Linked DNA regions of Gossypium arboreum: region 2 is linked to region 1. The links are chromatin contacts, called in public Hi-C maps. All regions are on one chromosome and are shown on one strand. The core of a region is the stretch at or near the end of the contact, and the rest is flanking DNA. Distances in the headings are between cores, read along the strand shown. Region 1 holds the start of LOC108461427 (60S ribosomal protein L9-like). Region 2 holds the start of LOC108464502 (protein NTM1-like 9).

Region 1 (3,830 bases), core at 638-3,137:
TGAGTGATGGCTTTAGAATCAGTAGCCTGTCTCCCCCTCTCCTTGGGCTGCTTTTTTTTTTTTTATCTTTTGTCATCCTTTTTCAGCCATGGGTTGGTGTGACTGCCGACGCACCGCTTCTCACCTGACCCTCCTCCCACTTTCTACAGGACACCAGTTTCTACTGGTGACAGTGCTACCGACGCTCGATTTCTTCTTGATATGTTTGTTTGCTCTTTCGACCCCTTATTTTATCTTGCATGCGAATGAAACTTCTTATTTGAAAATATAAGGTTAAAATTGTCAAATTATCATATTTGAACTTTAAATATTACAAGTAAGGCTTCTTAAAAAAATATTTGTTTATGGTAGCATTCTTTTTCAGAATATATCCTAAAATGCTTAAATATATCGTATCTTATCTTATTTTCAATAATTTGGATGATAATCAAGTCTTTAAACCAAAGGCTTTCATGCCTTCTTAAATTGCAGCAAAAGGGTTGCCGAAAAATTGCATTCCAAGTCATTGATGAAAGGAGCTCAATGTCGCAAAACATAAAGATGAAACAAATATAAGATAACATCCTTATAATCTAAAGTCTGAAAACCAAAGCAGAGCATTATAACACTATGAAACAAGAGATACCGTACCAATCATTCTTCTTCAGCGATCCTGCCCTTCTCGCTAACATAGATACCATCAAGGAACTTTCTAATATCCTTGTTCTTCACATGGCATTTCTGTTCCAATCAAAATTCACATTCATCAAGATAAATACCAAATATCAATCATCTCCAGCTTCAATCTCAGTGTTTAAAAGGGATCGACAGAGGGCCTACCTGGTTTATCAAAGCTGCCGAGCGTGACACAAGTTCGATATCGTTACCATCCAACACGATCTCGTCTTTAACCTTCTCTGATCGAACAATGGATACCCCTTCCAACATATCCACCTTTCGCACCTAATGTTCACCGGTGCAAACGTTAACATAATGTCATTGGAATACAAGGAACTTATCAAACTCTTGAACATGTTTCATATTTGGTTACTTGAACCCTAAAACATGAACAATTTGGTTCAAGATGTAAAAACAATGCCTGCCCATTTCTCTACATCAGTCAATGCAACCAGAACTCCAGAAAATATAAGAATTTTAGGTTGTCAAGTCCTAAGGGTGTTGACATTAAACAAACAAAATATATGAATCAACGTATGCTCTTAATGTAGCATTTCAACAGCATCGTACGCTTGAATAGGCCAAAAAGAAAATGAAACAAAAAAAAGCCCTAATATATGATAAAAACAATAATAAATGCCTTATTCAAACAAAAAAAAACAAATAAAGGGAATTAAATCAACAGTGTCAATGTGATTTCGATTCAATAAGAGATTAAAAGAACGGAGAGAGAGAGAGAGAGAGAGAGAGAGAGAGAAGACCTTCTTCTCGCCAAGGAAATTACGGATCTCGATGGACTTGTTGCCGTTAGTGATGGAGGCGTTGATGGGAAAATGAGCATAAACAAACCTCATCTTGTAACGGTAGCCCTTGGTGACGCCGGTGATGAGATTCTCAACGTGGCTGAGAGTAGTACGGATGGCGGCGCTAGTCTTTCTAGAGCCAAACCAAGCCTCGATCCTGAGCTTGCGTTTGCCGCTCTCCTCGTCCTTGATGAGATGAAAATCGAGGTTGAGGTGCTTGAAGTTACGGATGAGCTTACCCCTGGGACCTTCAACCTCGATCATCTTGGCCTTCACCTTAATATCAACCCCATCAGGGATGTCCATTGTCTCTGAAGAAAGAATGGTCTTCATTTTGCTTGCCTTCTGCTTCCTTCCTCGGTGCGGCTTCGATGGAGGGACTAAGTAGAGTGTAAAAACCCTATAACTTAAAGGCTGTAATGTTATATAATTTATTAGTATAAGGATTCAGTTTTGGGCCGGCTTTAGGGTTAAGAGCAGAAAATAGAGGAGAAAAATAGATTGCTGTGAGAGTCCGGCCCAATTAAAAAGCTTATTTTTCGAGATAATAAGCAATAAATTGAATTAATGTAAACTTGTGTATTTATCAAAAGTTAATTAATTCACCTTACTTTATTGTTAGTTGCTCTTTTTTTTTAATCAACAAATTGTCTAAACCAAAATTTACTATTCTATTAATCTCAATAACAAGTAATAACTATTTAAGAATTTCTTCAAACACTTGCATATTTGTACTCCTTTTTGTAGTTATTTGCTTATTTTAATTATATGTAATTTATTATTTCATTTTATTAAATTTTTAATTATGAATAATGACTAATCGATTGAATCTTAATTCGATTGTAATGAATATTATTGTCTATACAAGAGGACATGTGTTTGAGTGTACTAAAACGGAATATTATCTTGTTTATGGATTAGGGAGGAACTATAAGTAATTTTAAGTATTGTGTTAAGTAGATTTGATCAGAACCTATAATGAGATTATTTAAAAATAATAATAATAATTGTGAATAATGACCAAAATGTATAATAATTTAAGTGTGCAAGGGATAATTTGGCCCGTGCAATTTTCATGTAATTAGTAGCCTTAGAGTAGCTAAAGGCTATCTTTTCCAACCTTACCCAATGTGTAGACAGGGGAAGGCGATAGCCAATGGTGAAATTTTCTTATGATGCGTTCAAAATTTTAATAATTACAAATTAGTATAATAATAAATTTTCTCTTCACTTCCTCTCTCCTAAAAAAATTATGATTTATCTTTGTCCCAAAGTAATTTTCTAGTTTTGCCCTTGGTCTTACCGTTATTCACTTGTTCTGAAAAAAAAAAAAAAAAAACTCATTTTTTCATTTTTTTTTTTTTTTGTTACCTCTTCTTATTTAAGCATTAGACAACATTTCAAAGCATAAACTTCCTTGTGGATTTCTTTTTGCCTTATAGGTTTCTTTGCGCATCCAACCTAAGATATAATATATGCCTAGCCTCTTTCTAAAGAAAATATTATTTGGCACATGCAAAGAGCCTAATAATTATTGAGTGTGTCTTAAAGTACTATTTAAATTTATTGTCATTTGAAGCTGCAGGTGTGCAGTTGTTGTTAAGTTATAATACAATAGATACTTGGATGAAAGTATTCTAATAATCAAATCCAAAAGAAAATAATTTACTTCAAATTTAGGTTTTGAATACTTATAATTATTAACCTAAATTACTAATCTAATTAAATTCATGATTATGAACAGACCGACTTAAAGGAATTTTATTCTAATTACTAAAAAACAAAGCAAAATTGTTTAAACTACTGAACTAAAACAATCTCAATTAAAAACTTTCCTCTCAAGTGTAAAATGTAGTGGTTGATTAGTTTAATTAGAAACTAATGATTAGGCTTAGTCAAATTGATCAGGAATTATCCATTGTTAACTTTAGATACTCACGATCTCTCGACTCACCTCGGATTCTAAAATTCGCCACCAAACCTCAACTCTTGCATATTAGCCAATTGCTTATAGGGTCTCTCAACTCCTAGTAGTTAACAAGTTCGATTGATCTAGTATATTAAAGCCAGATTTCTCATTTGGAAGATTGACATGTTTGTCCGGTTGCATAGGTTCAACAACTTGGACAGGTTCAGTAGCTTTGGGCGATTGGGCAGCTTGAGTGGCTCAGCCACAAGGCAGTGGATACTTCGCCTGTCAGGTTGGACGACTTCGTCAGGTTCAACACACGCTTGCATATTCCTCTTCCAACGACTTAATAATACCCATTTTTCAGAAGTTGATGATGCTCTCCTGACTAATATAAATGTGGTTCATCGTGGGCCTTAAACCAATTGTAATAAGGTTAAATGGTGCAAAATTACCATTAT
Region 2 (3,972 bases), core at 742-3,241, 220 kb after region 1:
AATTCGACTATGGGGAAAGCCATTAAACCAATTGACATAGGAATCAATCGATTAAATCGATTTTTTATCTTTAAATTTTTTTTATCAAACTAAAATTTCATTCTCCAACTATTATCATATGTCAGAATGAAATATTCTAACCAAGGTTTTTAGAATTGGATTGGTGGTTGAACTAGTAAAGCCACCAATTTGCTAGTTGGACTAAAACATTTAAAAATAAAAAAAAAAACTAGTTTAATGGTTTGGTTCCCAAGTCAAACGGTCTAATAGTTTTCTTTGAATCAATACCCTTGTTGATTTCGATCTAATCAGTCCAATTGATTGATCAGATTCAATTCAGGTTTTTATGATTTTTATGATTTTATATAAATTTTAATACTTTTTATTCTTTTTATGATTTTATAGAATTTTAATACATTTTATGAAATTTTAAATATGTTTTATTAATTTATAATTTATTAGATTTATTATATTTTGATAGTATTTATTAATTTTTATAATTTTTAAAAGTTTAAATCAATTTTCATATATTTTTAATTTTTATATTTTTTGATATTTTTACTATTTTTATAATTTTTTTTCTAATTTTTATAATTTTTAATATTTTAATGGGAAAATATTAGTTTTCAATATTTTAATGAGAAAAATATTAGATTAACCCGAAGTTGCGGTATATCACCATTTGATTAGTTCATCAATTTATTTTAACGGTCAACGTGAACAATGACAGGAATTGTTAACGGATGGGCTTAATTGATTATTTTAGTTAATAGAAATGACTTAATTGAGTGCAAATTTGCTGCATAAACTTAATTGAATTTTTTGCATATTTTAAGGACTATTTTTGACAAATTGTCTTCTTTCAAAAACATAAGACCATCTTTTAAGAAAAAACTCCTTATAAGTAATATAATATTTACATAAAATTAATTTGAATTAAGTAAAATATTATTATAGTGACAATAAATTTTAATTTTAAAAATATTAAAATATTGATATTTAATATTATAATATTATTTTGATAATAGATTTCAATATTAATAATTATTTTAAATTTTAAATAGTATTCTTAATTTATTGAGAAATATTTTTATTAATTTATTGTTATTAAATATATAAATGATAACTTCTAAATATTTAGTAATAATATTTTAATAGTATAAATGAATATTTGTTTTCATTTATCCTTTTGGCTCCGGTGTTTCACCATCCAACATCATACCTATAACTTCAAATTAAGTGAATATTAAATTTATAGGAGATAATATAGTTATTACTAGTTTGTCAAGCGGTAATATTTCCATAATATTCTATAATTTATATTATGCATTTTTATTTAAAACTTTGAAAATGATTTTTAAAAAACCAAATGATTACGTGAAATCATCCAAATATCATAAAATATCAAAATTTTTCTATAAGCAATTTTCAGTCAAAGTTTAAGATTTTTTACTTTTAGAATTTAGTCTTTATTTTTTATTTTTAATAATTTAGTCTTTTTACTTTTTAAATTTTAAATTTTAGATCTAATTATTAATTTGTTAATTTTTTTAAATTTGTTGACACGATATTTTGAAATTTTAAAAGAAAATCTCACTTCACGATTATGTAACAGAAAATAACATTTGCAATGAATCTGAATTTAATAGAAAATTTTATGGTATTAACAATTGAACATATATTTTTAAATTTGAAAAGTAGAGGGACTAAATTCATTGAAATAAAAATAAGAGGAATAAAGTTCAAATGTACAAAGAATACAAGGATTTGGAGCAGTTTTTAACCTTAATTAATATATTTTGAAGTTTAGTAGTAATTTTAGAATCTAAATCTGGTTGCAAGTAATCCATATATATAGAACACTAGAAAAGCACGTGAATGAATCAAATAAAAAAGTTTCTGGGCAAATATCACAATATTATAGCCAGCCGGGCGCACGAGGCAAAATAAATTTTTCCTTTTTCTGTTTTAATAAAAACCAATAGAAAAAGCTTGAACTTTACTGAGACTATAAAAATACGAAAAGGCTTGCGTGATAAGCTAGCTCACTGTGCTCCTTTTCCTCAGTGCAACATTACAATGAAAAGACGTGGACGGTATTATCCAAAAAGCAAGAAGCAAAAAAAAAAGTGACAAAAGCGTAGAGAGGGTATTTTGGTAATTGTGTAGGATCTAGTGCTCCATTGCCTTAGCCTACGCTGGAAAAGGAGGAAAAAGGAGCTCAATTATTGGGTGGCTCAATTCGCCGTCCACACCGGGGTTTTTTCTACGCTGTGGGCGCCTCTCATCGTCTTCCTCTTGTAATGCGCTTCAGTCTCCACCAATGGTAGAGCGACACGGCTGCAAAAAGGGCCCGGACATGGTCACGTGATTACTCACACATGATTTTTTTTTTTTTTTTCACATTTACTTGGCTTTGCGGCTTTACCGTAAGACGAAAGCGACCTGACGGAGCTCTCAACTGAAAATCAACTAATTTACCTTCCTAAGTAATCTAGTTGGATAGTCACTGAAGAAGAAGAAGACAATTTTACTCAGAATCGAGATTTTTTTTTTTTGAAAACTAGCAAAGGATGGCAGTTTTAACGATGGAAACGTTGCCTTTAGGGTTTAGGTTCAGGCCGACTGATGAGGAGCTCATCAATCATTACCTTAGATTGAAGATCAACGGTCGTCATTCCGAGGTTGGTGTCATTCCTGAAATCGATGTCTGCAAATGGGAGCCATGGGATTTGCCTGGTATTTCTTTTTTCTCTTTTTCTTTTGCGTAAGAAAGAAATTATTGGTTTAAGTATTGTTTTGATTCTTTGATACCTTAGCCTTAGCCAAAGCGTCAGCTGGAAATTTTGCTTTATTCGCTCAATATATGAAATTAATATACATTTTATTTCATAAATTCGATTCCTACAACTTGCAATTTGAGGTAAACTTACGGTTTTTTTTTTTTTTTGAAATTCCTCTCTGCGAAAAAAAGTTTTTATGTTCCAAAATTAGTTAAATTCTGAATTTTTATTACTGGGATGGTTGAATTTAAGTACAGGACTGTCGGTGATAAAGTCGGACGATCCAGAGTGGTTCTTCTTTTGCCCGCTTGATAGGAAGTACCCGAACAGCCATCGTTCCAACAGAGCTACGGATAAAGGATATTGGAAAGCAACGGGAAAGGATCGAACCATTAAGTCTAAAAAGTCACTGATTGGCATGAAGAAGACTTTGGTTTTTTACAAGGGCCGTGCTCCCAAGGGCCAGCGTACTTACTGGATCATGCATGAGTACCGTCCCACTACAAAGGACCTCGATGGCACCGCCCCTGGCCAGGTTTTCCTTCTTAATTTTTAGGCTTGCTGTTCTTAGTTAAGGGTTTGATTCAAATAAAAACAAGAATGTCTATATGACTTGGACCCTTTTTCTTGGTGCAGAGTGCTTTTGTTCTATGTCGATTGTTTCATAAACCGGAAGAGAAGAATGATATTGTGAAGTACGATGAGGTTGAGCAAACCGTATGTTCGGCTGCCATGACAAAATCTGCTCCTGATGATGATACATCATCGGATCTTCTCCAAGATACCATATCATCTGAGACACAAGCTCAGAATCCGGATACTTCCATGCCAAATGGTCAAATAACGGGTGACAGCTGCTGCAATAGTCATATGACTTCTGATGCAGAAGATCACGCAGCTGAAGAAACCTTGGTAGAAGTCAACAAGTTACCTATATTCTAGCATTGTTGCATGCATCATTGTTTTATATTGACTATACCATGACTCTTGACAAGAACTGTTTTTTTGCTTATTAACACAGAAATATCCGCTCTTGGGAAGCAATTCAGACTTGTATGAACCCAATTGTGATGAAATTGATTATAAAGTCTTCTCGCCAATGAACTCACAATTTTTTGAAGATCTGCCGCCCTACATGGATTCCCCTTATGCAAGCGACTTTGGCCATGATCAAAATGGATTCCATTTC

What was found. Hi-C and Micro-C count contacts between places; a contact is called where the count stands out from the background.
Region 2: a Hi-C map of leaf shows a contact between it and region 1, with 2.7 times the contacts expected there. The contact joins the promoter of LOC108464502 here to the promoter of LOC108461427 in region 1. A contact is called at or near these places in 2 of 5 Hi-C or Micro-C datasets (both in leaf).

What each region holds. Positions count from the first base shown.
Region 1 is chr1:27,905,759-27,909,588 of ASM2569848v2, forward strand. LOC108461427 (60S ribosomal protein L9-like) reads right to left here and starts at 1,888. Exons shown (of 3, transcript XM_017761269.2): 1 at 1,419-1,888; 2 at 820-942; 3 at 480-720. The coding sequence starts at 1,793. The coding sequence ends at 634.
Region 2 is chr1:28,124,994-28,128,965 of ASM2569848v2, forward strand. It overlaps LOC108464502 (protein NTM1-like 9), which reads left to right and starts at 1,992. Exons shown (of 6, transcript XM_017764836.2): 1 at 1,992-2,739; 2 at 3,041-3,318; 3 at 3,420-3,695; 4 at 3,805-3,972. The coding sequence starts at 2,574.